Linked DNA regions of Oryctolagus cuniculus: region 2 is linked to region 1. The links are chromatin contacts, called in public Hi-C maps. All regions are on one chromosome and are shown on one strand. Each heading gives the region's core, a stretch centred on a gene start, on an enhancer-like site or on the middle of the called end of the contact. The rest is flanking DNA. Distances are from core to core; before and after follow the strand shown. Region 1 holds the start of SMARCAL1 (SNF2 related chromatin remodeling annealing helicase 1). Region 2 holds the start of XRCC5 (X-ray repair cross complementing 5).

Region 1 (4,342 bases), core at 1,398-3,897:
GCTGTGGACATCTCTTCTTGGCTCTTCTCTGTCTCCTTTGCCAGCTTGGGTGTGCCGAGATGAAAACCGGGGGAATTCTGAGGTCTTTGGTCACCATGAGATGAACTACTGAGATTCTGCTGCTTGAACATGACACCATGGCTCAGCGGCTGAGAAGGCTCCCTTGGACGATTCTGGGACGGGCCCTGCGTGGACTGGGAAGGGCCGGCGGCAATGGAGGAGCCCGCGCCTGCACTCTGGGGCTGTTCTGCTGATAACTTCTCTGCTCTGCGAGCCAGTGCCTTCTGTCGATTCTCTTCGATCTTTTTCCTTTGCTCCTCTGTAAGGGGCAAGGACATTTTAACAGGGAAATCCTTATGCAGCAATCTCAACCTTTATTTGCAAAGTGGGCAAAAGCTGGGAAGAAAAAGAAAAAAAGAAGACTCAAATAAACATTGTTTATTTATTCACCATGCTCCTGCCTTGATTTAACAAGCTTTTGTCCCAGGAAACACATATGGAGCAAAACTGAAGAACACAGTAAAGCTTCCTTTGTAAGAAAAGAACACACACGGGGACAGTAAGTTGCACATGTTCAAATAATGATCCTGATGAAAAGCAAAAGGCAACTCCAAGTTAGAAAGGTGTTCCCGGGCTCAGGGTTGTGGTGCAGCCTGTGACACCAACGCTACCAGAAGGCATGCCCTGAGTATAGGTTCCAGTCCTGGCTGCTCAGCTTCCGATCCAGCTCCCTGCTAATGTGCTCTGGAAGGAAGCAGACAGACGATGGCCCAGCCACCCACGTGGAAGACCAAGATGGAGTTCTGGCTCTTGGCTTCAGCCAGGACTAGCCTTGGCCTTTGTGGCCATTTGGGGAGTGAATCAGTGGATGGAAGATCTCTCTCTCTTTCTTTCTCTCCCTCTCTGTCTTTCAAATAAACTATTATTTAAACAAAAAGAAAGTATTTTAGCTGTACTATTTTTCTCTTTCCCATGCTCTAGTCGAGTTATTAGATTCCCAAGAAAGTTCTGCAGTGCAACCTAACTCCACCAGATAATGAAAAAGGCAACACTAAACCAGAAAAAATAATGGAACAGACTGAAAAAGACCACCTCCAAGGGCATGACACTTGTGAAAACAGCCTCTTCCCGAGCTGGAAGGAGAAAAGCATGAGCTCACACAGACCACACAATAAATCTCCCCCTTTCGTTCAGTGCTCTTGTGTTTGGTAAGCCAGTCTGCACATGGCCTGGTACAAGCCTTCCAAACTGCAACCCATGATGCCACTTAAGTAAGTCCTTTGGGAGGCTAAGACAAAAGAAAATGTAATACATGCTCACTGTACAAAATTCAGACACTACAGAAAGACATAAAGGAGGGGACGGCACTGTGGCATAGCGGATTGAGCCGCACTCCGCAGTGCCAACATCCCATACGGGCACTGATTCAAGTCCTGGCTGCTCCACTTCTGATCCAGCTCCCTGCTAATGTGCTTGGGAAAGCAGTGGAAGATGGCCCAAGAACCTGGACCCCTGAACCCACACGAGAGACCTGGAAGATGCTCCTGGCTTCAGATGGGCCCAGCTCCAGCCATTGTGGCCATTTGGGGGAGTGATCCACAGATAGAAGAAGATCCTCTCTGTCTCCTCTCTCTGTAACTCTGCCTTTCAAATAAGTTTGTAAAAGAATCTTAAAAAGACATCAAGGAAAGTAGAACTGATCTGCAACCACACTAGTCATCAATAACCACAGGTAGTAACTCAGCACAGTACAGTTTTCCATTTTTTCCTATAGTTACTCCAAAATAGGATCAACCTGATTATTTTGCAGCTCCTGCACCCTGCGAGCTGAGCTATTTTCAACACATCCCCGACCCAGGGCGCAGGACACCGATTTCCCTGCCGGTGGGTCACAGTAAATGGCCTGTCCAGCGCCAAGCACCGATTGGGACGGTGGGCAGGGAGTCCTCCAACAGCATTCGGTGAACCTTCCCCGCCTGGCTGGGGCTCCCTTTGGCCAAGGCCCCCAAAACACCCACCCTCAGAGGCCGTCCAGCCCCTCCAAGCCCCAGCACTGGGGCCGAGAGCAGGGGAGGCTCCGTTCCGAGGCAAAGCAGACCCCAGCTAACTTTCCCCCGGGGCCAGGCCTCCGGAGCTGACTCCACCAGCCAGCGCGGCCAGGCTATGGGCCGAGAACTCCCACGGCCAGCCCCAACCCAGAACGCCACCCGGCCACCTGGATGCCCTTCTTCCCCTCTGGGCTGGAACCTGGGTTCCACGCCATTTCCGGGGCACGCCTTACCTTGACCCCGCGATAAGGGGCGCCACGCCCCGCTCCCACCCCTATCACCGCTTGGATTCACCCTGCGCTCTCCGCCCCCCCGCAGGCTGGCGTTTGGTCTCGTCCTCCTCCTTACCTGCTGAGGCCTAGAACGGGAGCCTGCATTCGCAGCCAACCCCGAGTGCAGAGTCCTACCGAACCAGATTACTCTTCCGGGCGGACGGTGAGCGTAGCGGGTACTCAAGGGCTGCCAGTTCGCTCGCCTTATTGCAGCGCCCAGGCCTGGAGCGCTCGGTCACCACCGAACTACACTTCCCAATGAGCAACACGAGCTCAATTTCTCTTCAAAAAGTGGGAGTGTCGAGACGGTTAGAAAGAGCGCTGCGGCAGAGCCTTCTGGGATTTGTAGTTTTGGCCGGCAGATCGGCGAAAAATAGGATGGCGCAACGTCCTGGGCGGAGCCTGAACCGTTGCATCCTGGTAGTTGTAGTTCTCTGTTTCCCCAAAAGTTTAACCAAGCGCAGGCTCCTGAAAGCCTGGGATGTTGAAGTTTCCAAAACAGGAGCTTGGTTGTCCATGTCGTCCCCAGAGGGCATTCCAGAGAGCCAGACTGATTTGATAGCTTTTAATAAAAAGTGCCCCTAGGCATCCATTCCTGGTGTTGATAACCTTGCAGTTTAAACCCCACCTGTTGCTGCACCCCCACCTTCCCTCAGCATCGCCATTATTGTCGTCGTCATCATTGCCATTGTCGCCATCATCGCTCTCGTCAGTTATTGTGTTGAACGTTAATGAGTTATTAATGCTTACTACAATCGATGGAACAGAGTTTTCTTATCCCCATTTTACAGGTGGGAAAACTGAGCAAGAGCTATTAGATAATAACTTTACTGAGTCCTTGTTAGGCTAGTTTGTGACTCTGATTCCAAAGCTCCTCGTCATGCTGGATCAGCCTGGGTAGGCCGGTTTGCCAATAGCTGGTGACAGTTTTAACCTCAAGGGTTATAATTTTTCTAAGAGGGGCTGGTCCTTTTCTCTTTTAACTAACAAACCAAATGAGGCAAAGGTAGTTCCTGAGTTAATTGGTTGCTTGCCATGCACACAGAAGCAAATAAGCAAAAGGAATATATGAAAACGTAGGCAAAGAAATAGGTAAAAGAACATTATTCCAGCACAGAGTGCTAATCGAACAGTGTGTCCAGGAAGTCATTGTCCAACGGGCCAGGGACTATGTGTCTCCCAGGTAACACTCCCCTGGGTCCAGAGGCTGCCAAGCCCTCAGCACTGCAGGAAAGCATTTTTGACTCCAGCTTAGCCTCTGACAGTCCATGCCTTTGCAGAGTAAATATTCACAAAGAATGGAGTCACAGTGACACGTGGCCCAAATGGCAGTTTCAAGGCACTGGTATGTACCACCCCAGGAGGTGCATCATCTCAGCTGCCAAAGCCAGCCTTGATGGGAAACGTCTTGGGCCCAAACTCTGTCATTGCAGGTTGTGGCACAGTTGTCAGTGTGGCTCAACAGCCAGCCAATGTAAGGTGACTAACAGCCAGTTACAGCTGCTCACAAGAAAACGCTCAAAATGAAGTCAGTGCTGTCAAATATGTGGGGCTGGGGAACCACCCCCCCCCCCCGGCAGGGGGCTCAAAAGTTCCCACTGGACTCGGACCCCAACTAGAATTAGTCCACATTCTTATCTTCCAGCATGTAAGAATACAACCAGGAGCCAGTGCTGTGGTGTAGCCGGTAAAGCCACCGTCTGCAATGCTGGCATCCCCTATGGGTGCTGGTTCAAGTCCCGGCTGCTCCACTTGCAATCCAGCTTTCTGCTATGACCTGGGAAAGCAATAGAAGATGGCCCAAGTCCTTGGGACCCTGCACCCGCATGGGAGACTTGGAGGAAGCTGCTGGCTCCTGGCTTTGGATCAGCACAACTCCAGCCATTGCAGCCATCTAGGCAGTGAACCAGCAAATGGAAAATCTCTCTCTCTCTCTACCCCTCCTTCTCTCTCTGTGTAACTCTGAGTTTCAAATAAATAAATAAATCTTTAAAACATTCAACCAGGAGACATAGATAAAGG
Region 2 (3,910 bases), core at 495-2,994, 310 kb after region 1:
CACACAAATGAGATTATTAAGATTAGGTAACTGAACTAACAGAATTGTTTGAATGTGGTTTTTAACTTGGTAATTCCTCCTCTGATGTTTCTAGCTTTTTACCAAGGGCCAAGATGAGGTTGCTTTTCCTCTGGGTCAAATTTTTTCCTTCCTATTTAGTGTTGTAGTTCCTACAATGTGTTTGAGTTTGATATCACTGATTCTTAACTATGTGAATGATGACTTTATTATACAAAATAAAAATGTGCAGGCTTTGTGTTCAGACTGAGAACTGCAGCAATAGTTAGATAACAAGTTGGGAAAATTAGTTAAAATGTAGTGTACAGATATGAAATGAACACTTATACCCATAGGATACAGATATGAAATAATAAAAGCTTATATCCCAAATAGTTGTACATGGTGATGTACAATGTTCTATTTCCATCAAAAACTATTTTTTAAAATCCACATAAAAGGCTTATGTTGAGTTGAAGAAAAGAAACCTTTTCATGTTGGCCACGAGTCTTTTTTCAACACTGCAAAAAGTAAGCCCTGCATAGCCATTCCAAACTGACACAATGAAACTTTCAAATCATCTGAAAGTAGTTCTTTGAACATTTAGTCTTGTTTTGTAGAAAATCATGGGTCTCGTATGGATGCTGGTTCTAGTCCTGGCTGTTCCTCTTTCGATCCAGCTCTCTGCTATGGCCTGGGAAAGCAGTGGAAGATGGCCCAAGTCCTTGGGGCCCCTGCACCCATGTGGGAGACATGGAAGAAGCTCCTGGATCCTGGCTGCGGATTGGCACAGCTCGGGCCGTTGCAGCCATCTGGGGAGTGAACCAGTGGATGGAAGACCTCTCTCTGTTTCTATCTCTCTCTGTAACTCTGTCTTTCAAATAATTAAATCTTAAAAAAGAAAAGAAAAGAAAAGAAAAGAAAAGAAAAGAAAAGAAAAGAAAAGAAAAGAAAAGAAAAGAAAAGAAAAGAAAACCGTGGGTCTTGCTAATCATGGACATGAACAGGACATGCTGCCTAATGTGAACTGACAGATGACTTGGAAATAACAGTGTAACCATATCAGGTCAGACATGGTTTATCCCCATCAGAATACTACAGTTGCTAAGTAATTGGGAAATACAGTCCTCTTCCTTGACAGTCACCATGGAGACTGGGTAAATAGGAGTTAACAGAATTGAGCAAATGTGGTAAATAAGGTATCTAACTCCAATTTCTTCTCCAAAATTGTCTAGGCATTACTGACAGCAAGGATGAGATGGCTTTAGTTCTTTTGTGGATCGGTTGTCCTGCCTCCGGCATGGGCATTTACCTCTTTAGGGCACCTTTTAAATGATTTTTATTTGCAAGCCTATTTCCTCCACTAGGTGATGAGCCCAACCAGGGTTAAGGCCATGACAGTGTTTGTTGTCTTTGTATCCCTTGGCCATAATCTCACACTCACTTCTGCTCCTCCATTCCACTATGGGCACCTTGCTCTTGTCCTAATCACATTATTTTGGGCCTTGACCATCGGTCTCCTCAACCCCAGAAAATTGTGACACCGTTGGTAACAATTTTGTAATGTGGGTTTAAATAAAAAGGAGATTGGAAGAAATATCCGCCTAAATAGACAACCCATAAATTATTAGTGCATGGAAGAAGTCAATATTTATGGATACATACTAAGTTCATTACATAAAGATATAGAAGACACCTATTATGCTCACCTTTATTTCTGCAAATGATGACATTCAGAGCAATTTTGGAGCACCTCAAAGGCAAAGTAAGCAAATATTAATCAGATTTTATTTTTACTTTATCTTCAATTGTTCATATCTCTGAAAATGCACCAGAGAGCACCAAGCTTATCTTCAAAAATGATGAGTACCTCTTCTCTTGTCAAACTAATAATAGCTATTTTTAAAGAGAGTTATTCTGAAGGTGGGGTTCAGCACCATCCATTAGGAAAATGCCCATGACTCTCTGTGGGGAGCATGATCAACCCCTCTGGGTTGGTTCACAGCAGTTCTTCCAAGTACTTCTTTCTGAAATAAGAACAAGAAATGAGCACCAGCTTTTTTTGGATGAGGACCCAAATCTCCAAAATCTGATGACTTCTTGGGATTCAACATTTTGAATCTAGAAAGATAACGTCAAGAATGATTTTCTTTTAACTCAGAATCTAGTCATCTGGATTAATCTTCTAAGCACAGAAAAGACCCTCTTTGTTTCCAAACTCTGGAAAGGTCTGAGTGATTAAGGCTCTGAGTGAGGTCTTGCCAAATAACAGAGGTCTAACACTGGCTTCTTCATGCTTAGAGCTACCTGTCACCCTTAGGGAACACTTAACAAATGCAATCCTTTCCTTTCAGTCTTTATAGATTAGATTAAAAAGTCACCATATCTGTTCCACCTCTACCACCAGTAAAAAGGGTTATTCTGCTATTATGCAATTGTACTCTCTTGTCCACTATTTCTTACAAAACTTGAGCATGATGACATTATGGCAGTTTAATTGCAAAGCACATGAGGTGCTAATATGTGTGTATAGCACATACATATCTAGTATAGGCAGCAGATACTTACATATAAATTCCTTACATACTATTCAGGCCAAAATAAATGAATGAGTGAACTAAAGAGCAACAAATAAATATAAAAATAAATTAAATAAATTATATCAGCAGTTTGAGATTCTGAATGTTTTTGAGTAATTATTATGTCAGAAATTCTTACTTAACTATCAAAATAGCCACTCTTCCCTTTTTTTTAATAGCATCACCTCAATACTTAGCTGAGAGTGTAGCTACACAGCCTAAAGTTGGCATTTCCCAGCCTCTTTTGCCTATGATGTCATGTGACTGAGGTCTAGCCAAAGAGATGTAAGGAGTGTTCAGTGGAACTTCTAGGAAGTTTCCTTAAAAATGAAGATGTGCACTTTTTTGCCCCACCTCTGTTTTGCCAAAGTGTGGATAAGATGGTTGAAGTTTTGTAGTCAGCACCAGGACATTGAGGAGTAATGAGGCTCCCACATCCTACTATTGAAAATGGAATGGAAGAAACCAAGGACCTAGATGACTTCACAGGGATGGTCTGCCTCTAGACTTCTATACAAGAAGCTTCTATCTTGTTTAAACCATTGATATTTTAGGGTTTTAATTATATGGAGCTAAATCTAACTCAAAGTGATGTGCACAAACCTTTATTGTTACTACAAGCTACTGCGGTAGCCTGGCTTTCTAAATGTTTCACTCTGTCCCTGTTTTCTAGTGGCTTTGCTCATCCTTGAGACTCCTTATCCTCCCTGTCACATTTAGTAACAAACTCTCATGGATTTCAGACACCAGTTGTACCTTCAAGCGCCTAAACTGATACACAGTGGAGTTCCTTGTCCCATAAAAATGATCATTTTAGAGGAGGAGTCAAGTAGGCTTTGTCCACTGGGTGGAAAACTTTGGCACAAATTGCCCGATTCTCTGCCCTCTATCAAGATGGTAGACAGATCAATGTGGACTAGGATGTTCCCAAAGAACTGTGGGAGACAGGGGATAATTTAAAGAAAGAATCTGGGGGCCGGCGCTGTGGTGCAGCAGGTTAAAGACCTGGCCTGAAGCGCCTGCATCCCATATGGGCACTGGTTCTAGTCCCGGCTGCTCCTTTTCTGATCCTGCTCTCTGCTATGGCCTGGGATAGCAGTAGAGGATGGCCCAAGTCCTTGGGCCCCTGCACCCACAAGGGAGACCCAGAAGAAGCTCCTGGCTCCTGGCTTCAGATCGGCACAGCTCCAACCATTACAGCCATCTGGGGAGTGAACTAGCAGACTGAAGACCTCTCTGTCTGTCTCTACCTTTCTCGTAACTCTGTCTTTCAAATAAATAAAATAAATCTTCAAAAAAAAAAAAAAGAAATAAAGAATCTGCTGGAATTCTAA

Evidence for each region. A called contact is a pair of places that touch in the nucleus more often than the background predicts.
Region 2: a Hi-C map of an unstated tissue shows a contact between it and region 1, with 2.1 times the contacts expected there. The contact joins the promoter of XRCC5 here to the promoter of SMARCAL1 in region 1. A contact is called at or near these places in 2 of 6 Hi-C or Micro-C datasets (psoas muscle and an unstated tissue).

The regions. Positions count from the first base shown.
Region 1 is chr3:22,860,955-22,865,296 of mOryCun1.1, forward strand. It overlaps SMARCAL1 (SNF2 related chromatin remodeling annealing helicase 1), which reads right to left and starts at 2,648. Exons shown (of 17, transcript XM_008259123.4): 1 at 2,397-2,648; 2 at 1-396. The coding sequence starts at 338.
Region 2 is chr3:23,173,195-23,177,104 of mOryCun1.1, forward strand. It overlaps XRCC5 (X-ray repair cross complementing 5), which reads right to left and starts at 1,745. Exons shown (of 21, transcript XM_051848209.1): 1 at 1,707-1,745. The coding sequence starts at 1,730. TMEM169 (transmembrane protein 169) reads right to left here. Exons shown (of 3, transcript XM_070070224.1): 3 at 2,362-3,910.